Regions from separate parts of the Zea mays genome. Here region 1 is linked to region 2. The links are chromatin contacts, called in public Hi-C maps. All regions are on one chromosome and are shown on one strand. Each heading gives the region's core, a stretch centred on a gene start, on an enhancer-like site or on the middle of the called end of the contact. The rest is flanking DNA. Distances are from core to core; before and after follow the strand shown.

Region 1 (3,685 bases), core at 939-3,438, 340 kb before region 2:
CTCCTCGATCTCATCCTCATCTTCCTCCTCTTCACGTTCCGCTTCCGGTTCCTCTTCTTCGTCATCTAGCAGACCAAGTTCTTTTTCGACCATCTTTACGGCCCTGCCATGGGTACGTCTTTCAGCCGGGTCCATATCTCTGGTTGATCGGCCCTTTAGGATGTTCCATTGCTTCAAAAGCTTGGCCTTCACTAATCCACCCCACAAGTTATTCATTTTGAATGCTTCACTTGTTGATTCGCTGCTCATGGCTTCCTTCCCTTTCCCCTTCGTCTTTGTCTTTCGCGCAGCCGCCTTTGCCCTATCACGCCCCACTGGTCGGGGCACTTCCTCCTCGGTGTCTTCAGTGCCTCCAGAACTATATTCACCAGAGACTCCGAGTCGGGTTCTCTTATTCGCAGTCGAATCAGATCCACTACCAAGACCATGCTTTGCTGACCACTTGGGCTCGTGGCGAACAACTTGCCACCATTTTCCTCAGCTTGGTTTTCAGATCCAACAGATAAAGGTGCAACTGGAGGAGGTGCTCCATACGTAGGTGGAGCATATGGATGAAGTGCTCCATACGGAGGTGGAGCATATGGAGCATAAGGAGGTACTCCATACGGAGGTGGAGCATATGGAGGAGGGGCGTATGGAGGTATCTGGAAAGAAGCTTGACTTCCGTCCGCAGCAGGTGGGGGAGGGGCATACGGACGTACCGGGAATGAGGCTTGAATTCTGGCTTGAGAAGTTGAAGGTTGACTATATGAAGACAACGGATATTGATACAAATGATAGGGATAAGGGTATGGTGGTGGACGTGCAGCCGGAAATAATGCACGGGGGAGTGAGGCTAAAACATCGGAGCGACGATGTAGTGAAGAAGACTCATCTAACAGAAGGGTTGTAGGTGACCCATCGGACTGCAAGAGATCCGTGAAGGTGTTCAAATCTGGGGACCAACCCGACATTGTGTGAAGAAAGAGGAGTTTGGAAGAGAAAAATGAGATGAAATGGTGTGTAGAATGAGCTCCACCTGGGTAGGGGTATATATAGAGGGATTGGGGATGAAATTTGTGATTTTTTGCATTTTTTTCGAATTTTTTGGACTCCAAACGGTCAAAAACGGCTAGTTGCAACGGCTAGCACACGTGGACCAATCGGATCGCGACACATGGACCAATCAGATCGCGCCACGTCGCTCTCGCCCCGCCAGTGCCTCGCCTCCCTCTCGCCCGCATCTCGCCCGGGCGGGCGCTCCAGCGCGGGCGAGAGCGAGGCGATACCGCCCGCTCTCGTCGGGCGCGAGCGCCATCGCCCGGCGCCGGCCTCTCGCCCACCTCTCGCCCGCGCGCGAGCGGCAGCGGCCTCTTCTCGCCCGCGCTGCAGCCCGCACTGCCACCAGCCTTAATACACATCTTCCTATTACAGGTGGGCTTAATTGGTGACCCACTGTGGGCCGAACACAGCCGGGTTTGCCTTGCGCACCCTTCCGCTCCTGCGTAGCCTATCAACTTGCACATCATCGTGCTCCTGTCTTGCTTCTGATTCAGCAAGGTAGTGTTTGGTTGAAGAGCCAAGTAGAACGGAGCCGTTCTGTCCTAGTTTTGTTGCTGTTTGGCTACAAAGTAACTAGAACGGAATGACTCCAATTAGGGAATATTCTCCTCAGATCCGGAACCATTCCGCTCCAAAAAAATCAACCGGACGGAGCCGCTCCGTTCTCATCCCGCTCTCACAGTCACGCTCTGTTCCGTTCACTCTGCAACCAAACAAAAAACAGAGCCGCTCCGTTCCAGATTACCAAACACAGAACAGAGCGACTCCGTTCCTAGAATCAGGAATGGAACGGCTCCGTTCTACTTGGCTCCTCAACCAAACACTACCAACTGAAGAAGCAGTGCTGACAGTGTGTGTCTGCGACTCTACTTCCAGGAGCTCGCTGTGTGTGAATGTCGTCGGTCGAGAACACGATGGCGATGAGTGACGCGACGTGAACCTCGAAGGAGTAAGGTACAGCGAGTGAGAGTGAGAGGGCGCCCTTGCCAAAAGTGTGATCTGAAGCCCAGCCGAGTGACCAAGTAGCATTACAGGCCCACCTGACCACTTGACCAGCAAACTGCAAACCAACCCTAAAGCCACCGATCCGACGGCGGGGATCGACCGATCAAACCACAAAACCCTACCCCTGGCCGCCCCTTTTTTATATAAAAGGATCGCCCTCCGCGCGCCGCCGCTCCTTCGCAAACCCTCCTACCCCATTCCGCCGCCCGCCCCGCGACCCCGAGGAGGAGGCAAGATGAAGACGATCCTGGCGTCGGAGACGATGGACATCCCGGAGGGCGTCACAGTGACGGTGGCGGCCAAGCTGGTGACGGTGGAGGGCCCCCGCGGGAAGCTCACCCGGAACTTCAAGCACCTCAACCTCGACTTCCAGCTGCAGGAGGGCGGCCGCAAGCTCAAGGTGGACGCATGGTTCGGCACCCGCCGCACCATGGCCGCCATCCGCACCGCCATCTCCCACGTCCAGAACCTCATCAAGGGGGTCACCAAGGGCTACCGCTACAAGATGAGGTTTGTCTACGCCCATTTCCCCATCAACGCGTCCATCACCAACTCCAACACCGCCATCGAGATAAGGAACTTCCTCGGCGAGAAGAAGGTACACCCTACACACATATCTCTGTTTCGTGCGTGCGTCGAAGCAGATCAGATCTGGGAGGTTGCGATGTGTTCTGACCTGTGTCTGTCTGACTGCTTGGTGGTGATCCCGGGGTCGATCAGGTCAGAAAGGTGGACATGCTTGACGGCGTGACCATCCTCCGCTCCGAGAAGGTCAAGGACGAGCTTATTCTCGATGGCAACGACGTCGAGTTAGTCTCTCGCTCCGCCGCCCTCATCAACCAGGTGAATCCCGGCTTGCTTCGCTCATCATCTCTTACTATTACACATGAACCATTACATATGAGGTTGCTGCTGCTATATGCAGTGTCTGGTGTGCTTTGATGTGGTAGATCGTGAACCTTGCATTTATAATTGCTCTGCTATGAAGCAAGTGCCGCTGTTTAGTTAGTTAAACCTTAGCATTCCAAATAGTTAAACCTTAGCATTCCGATTGGAATGCCGACTTGCCGAGGTTTAATCATATTGGCTGCCCTTAAATGTTAATGAGCCAGGTGGTTTTGGCTTCAAATATGTAGGCATATCACATTTTTAAGGTGACATGGCATTATCTAGTGCGCCAAGATCAAATACAAACAAGAACTCAAGCACCGTCTTATATGTAAAGATATATGTCCATCGTCCATCCATTTGTTAAGCAATTTTTGTCTATGGTTAGTGTGCTCTCAACAAGTCAGTAGGCATTTTATAGGCTCGCTGTGGGTTGTATTTGGTAATACTGACCACCTCTTGCTCATGCCATGATATTTTACACATGGCATGTCTTGGTTCTTGTTTGTGTTTTGATCTTTGATTTGATCTCAAGTACATCATTTGTTTTTACTAGCTTTGTCTTTCAGATTTTGCTGTTATATAATTCACGTTACTATAGCGGATTGATGTGCTACTGAACATTTTCTCTCCATTTCTCTACAGAAATGCCATGTCAAGAAGAAGGATATCAGGAAGTTTTTGGATGGTATCTATGTGAGCGACAAGGGTGTGATCGAAGAGGAGCAGTGAGGGACAATTAGTTGTTATC
Region 2 (4,163 bases), core at 1,326-3,825:
CACCGCGAGCAGGATAATCCCCTCCACCGCCATCAGCGCTCGCCCGCGCAGATCCCGCTCTCATCGCTCGCCCGCCATCCGCGCTCCATGCTTAGGGTCCGCCATCAGTGCTCGCCTGGCTGCTCGACACATTCGCCAGCGCCACCTTCGACCAGATCGACTCCGCCTACCGCGAGGCCGGAGGGGACCCTTTTGTGGCCGCCAGTATCCTGTCTTCCACGCAGGACATGCACCCGCCGCAGCCCCCCGCCGCCACTGGATCTCTCGCCGCACAGTGGATCTGGTGGAAGAAAGGCTGGTCGGAGGCCCAAGTGGGTTGCGGTGGCCGCTACGGGCATGGTCGCGGACGTGATTGGCAAGGAGTACACACGATCCACGGCTAATTCTGTAGTAAGCATGCCAAATGCTTGGAAGGGTCGGGACGGGGAGAGCGATGGCGATGGGTCTGGTGGCCGCAAGGACAGTGTTGAAGAGGCAGAGTAGTTCCTGTGCTCCATGCTCGGGGATAATTCCGAGCTTGGCATGGGTGTTGTTAGAGACGTGCCAGGTGAGCCTGTGAGGCATTTTTTCACTTGCTGGTCTATAGTTGTCCGTTCAGAATTCTTCATTTTGACCAATCGGTGCCATGCCGCCGTTTTCATGACTCGACTGAATTCTGGAATATAGACCTTTAATTTGTAAACCCTATGCCCTTAGATGCAGCGAATGTTCAAAAGATATATATACAGATGTTCTATTAGGAGCAACATATTACAAGAACATGAAAATGGATCCTTTAGATTAAATATTCAGTGATTTTTTAGCAAAGATCTTATGAAAAGAATGAACTTCTGGCTTATTGTTGCCTACTATTTGCTCATGCTCCAGCCTCCAGCTAATTTCAGTGCCCGCCACAGAAGATGAAGCATGGGCTATTCAAGCTCAAGAGTCAAGGTGGAAGAGATTTTGACATATCCGTAGAAATGAAGTTCTACTAATTTCACTTACATACATAGGCATATGACTGGTGCTTGTTTTCTACTTGAACTTAGGTAGCAGTCGTGGTTCGTTCTCGATAATACTACTTGCTTTTTTTACACAATTGGCGTTAATGACACAGGTTGTATGGTCCTTGATGAACAAACAATATCTGGGGTCATAGATTGTCTGCATGCATGCTAGATGAGAAAAAAAATAGTTGGCCTAAAACAACGTGTTTCTGTACTGGTTGATCTGTTTTTGCAGGGTAGCTAAGAAGTTTCGCAACTAATCATTTGCCTTTTGGACAACCGTGTTGAAACAAGGATCGGTCCCGCATCTATACATGTCATTAGCCACACAACTCAGGAAAACCTTAGTCCCCCATTTGGTTCTCCTAAACATACATATTTTTTCTTAGAAATATCTTAGAATTATATTTTTGGGTGTATCAGCATGAGCATGAGCATGAGGTGTAAAATCATTGCAGATCCGTAAAAAGCTAGAATGATGCTTGGATCGAACTTATCCTTGATCATGATTTGTGGTGCTAAGGGAACAGTGATAGATTGATTTGAGGTTTGCAGGTGTAATCATGTGTATAATAACCTTTTTTATTTTTCCTCTGTCCGTGTGGTGTAGTACCTGAAAAGCAAAATGATGCCTGCATTTGTTGTGCTTATTGCTGTTAAATATTTTTCTAATTCTAACAGGTCAGTGCCTTGCTTCCTAGCTGTAGCTAGAATGCATGGCCTTATACTTTTATCTGCTTTGCTTGGCCTCTACATCAGACAGAGCCTTGAGGGCATTCATTCATGTGGCCAAGTATTGGTTTGTAATCTCCCTTGCTGGTGAATTCCTAGAGACAATTTGGGGATTTGTTGTGATGAGAAGGTTTTATTGGGCTTTTGGGCCCGGGGAGTCACGTGTTGTGATCTCATCACTCCTCAAGTGCCATCTTGGCGTTCTGCACTTGAATGGTGATGGTTCGTGAGATGTGATTAGGAGTGGTAATGGATTATGTCTTTTCACAATTTGTTTGAATCCTTTAATTAATTTTAGTTCAAAAGTGAATAAAAATAAAACATGATTCTGATCCGATCTGATCCTTAATTTTATAGTGTAAAATTTATAGATCGTTACCACCCTATATGTGATTGAGAATTTAAGATTAATGGATTTGACTTCTGACCAGTTGTTGTCTGCTAATGTCCCGTTTACTGGAATCCTAAGAGAGGACTGAAGAACAAACCTAACAACATGGTACATACAATATTTGTAGCCTAGACGTCGCTCTCCATGCTCCTCACCTCGTGGCAACACACGGACACATACCTATTTATATATAAGTTATCATGGTATTATATGTCTCCATTGCAATGCACGGGCACCCACCTAGTTTACATTATAAGAGTAAAGATATGACGAAAACTCGATCATTTCCACTGTATTTTTTACACAAAATTTTCAAATAGCGGATTAGTGATGAATTTTCTTAAATAAGTATTAGCGTGCTAGATCGGGTTATTTAACAATCAAATCTCTACAGACACCTCTAGCGGATTAGTGACGTCAGCGCGCGCATCGCACACGCGTCTCCTCCCTCTGCTCCCAGTCTCCAATCTCCTCCCTTCCCCACTGCGGCGGAAGTCCACCAAAGCGAAACCAAGAGCGGCCCGACCAGATCCACCTTCTTCCTCCCCCCTTCATGCAACCAAACCCTAGGGACTAGGGCTAATTCCCCTCCTCCTCCTACTCCATGGCCTCGGATTTCGACGAGACCGACGAAGCCTTCTTCGACAAGCTAGTCAACTCCGACGACGACGACGATCCCCCGGCCGCCGCCGCCGTGGGGGGGCTCGCTGCGCTATCGCTGACCGATCAACCCGACGCGCCGCCGCCTCGCGAGTCCGAGCCTCGTGACCAGCCTGCTGCTGCTGCTGCGGCGGCAGCGGCACCGACGGAGGATGCGGAGCGTGAGCCCTCGCCGGAGGTGTATCCTGCGGCCGTGCTGCTGCATCCGCCCCCCGACCTCGCTGCCACCGTCGGGGCAGATCCGGCCGGGGACCTCCTGCCGGAAGACGGAGAACCCTTCTCCGGGGCCGCGGCTGTGCCAGAGGATCATCAGGGCCTGGAGCCGTCGCTGTCGTCGTCTCTCTCAGCAGGCACCGGCGATGGCAGCGCGCCGGATCGCACCGTCTCTGGCCACACGGAGAGCAATGCCAGTTCCCAGTTGGATTCCAGCACAGCTGCGGAGGGGTCTGGGCATCAGAGCGCCAAATCGCAGCTGGAGTACACGGATCCCAGGTATCTAGAGAGCCTCTACCCTGGCTGGAAGTACGATGACGCTACGCAGCAGTGGTATCAGGTAGATACTCTCAGCGCGCAGAGCTATGCTGCTCAGAATACTGGTGCTGCTGTGGCAGACCATAGGAGTGATGGTGACCTTCAGCAGAAGTTTGGTGGTTCTTACCTGCAAAACACTTCACACGCAGGGACTGGGCTTGAACACAGGCAGACGGCTTCTCAGCCTGAGACTGAGGCTGGCAATCAGCCTGCAGTGGCACCACAGAAAGAGGGGGAGGCACAGTGTGAACCCAAGCCGATGCATACAGAGGTGGGATATGGGGAGAGCAATGCCACTTCCCAGTTCGATTCCAGAGCTACTGCTGAGGGATACGGGGATCGGAGCGCTGATGCGCAGGTGGAGTACACTGATCCCAGATATCTAGAGAGCCTCTACCCTGGCTGGAAGTACGACGAGGCCACACATCAGTGGTATCAGGTAGATACCCTCAACACACAGACTTATGCTGCTCGTGATACTGGTGGTGCTGTGGCAGACCTTGCGAGTGGCGGTAGTGTTCAGCAGCACCAACAGTTTAGTGGTTCGTACATACAAAACACTTCACATCCAGAGCCTGCTCTTGAGCTTACAGAGCCGACTTCTGAGTCAAAGCCTCAGCTTGAGCCTGCGGCGGCCCCTCCTCAGACCGATGCTTATCCTGCGGTGGCATCACATAAAGAGGAGCAGAAAGAGCATGGATCTGTACCGGTGCATACTAAGCCTGAAGCTCAGGAGATTCCTGCCAATGCTGGTGATACTGCCACAGTGACAGAGGGTGGGTCCCCAGGGTCAGAGAAAGGCATCCATACCGCCGTCAAGCAAGTGCAGTGGAACGACTTTGGTGCCAGCACTGGTGGGG

The links. A called contact is a pair of places that touch in the nucleus more often than the background predicts.
Region 1: a contact with region 2 is called in a Hi-C map of endosperm, with 3 times the contacts expected there. The contact joins the promoter of LOC100284304 here to the promoter of LOC100383190 in region 2. A contact is called at or near these places in 6 of 25 Hi-C or Micro-C datasets (bundle sheath, ear, endosperm and 2 more).

The regions. Positions count from the first base shown.
Region 1 is chr6:65,527,765-65,531,449 of Zm-B73-REFERENCE-NAM-5.0, reverse strand. It overlaps LOC100284304 (60S ribosomal protein L9-like), which reads left to right and starts at 2,188. Exons shown (of 3, transcript NM_001374378.1): 1 at 2,188-2,644; 2 at 2,767-2,889; 3 at 3,580-3,685. The coding sequence starts at 2,282. The coding sequence ends at 3,666.
Region 2 is chr6:65,187,234-65,191,396 of Zm-B73-REFERENCE-NAM-5.0, reverse strand. It overlaps LOC100383190, which reads left to right and starts at 2,575. Exons shown (of 13, transcript NM_001361953.1): 1 at 2,575-4,163. The coding sequence starts at 2,717.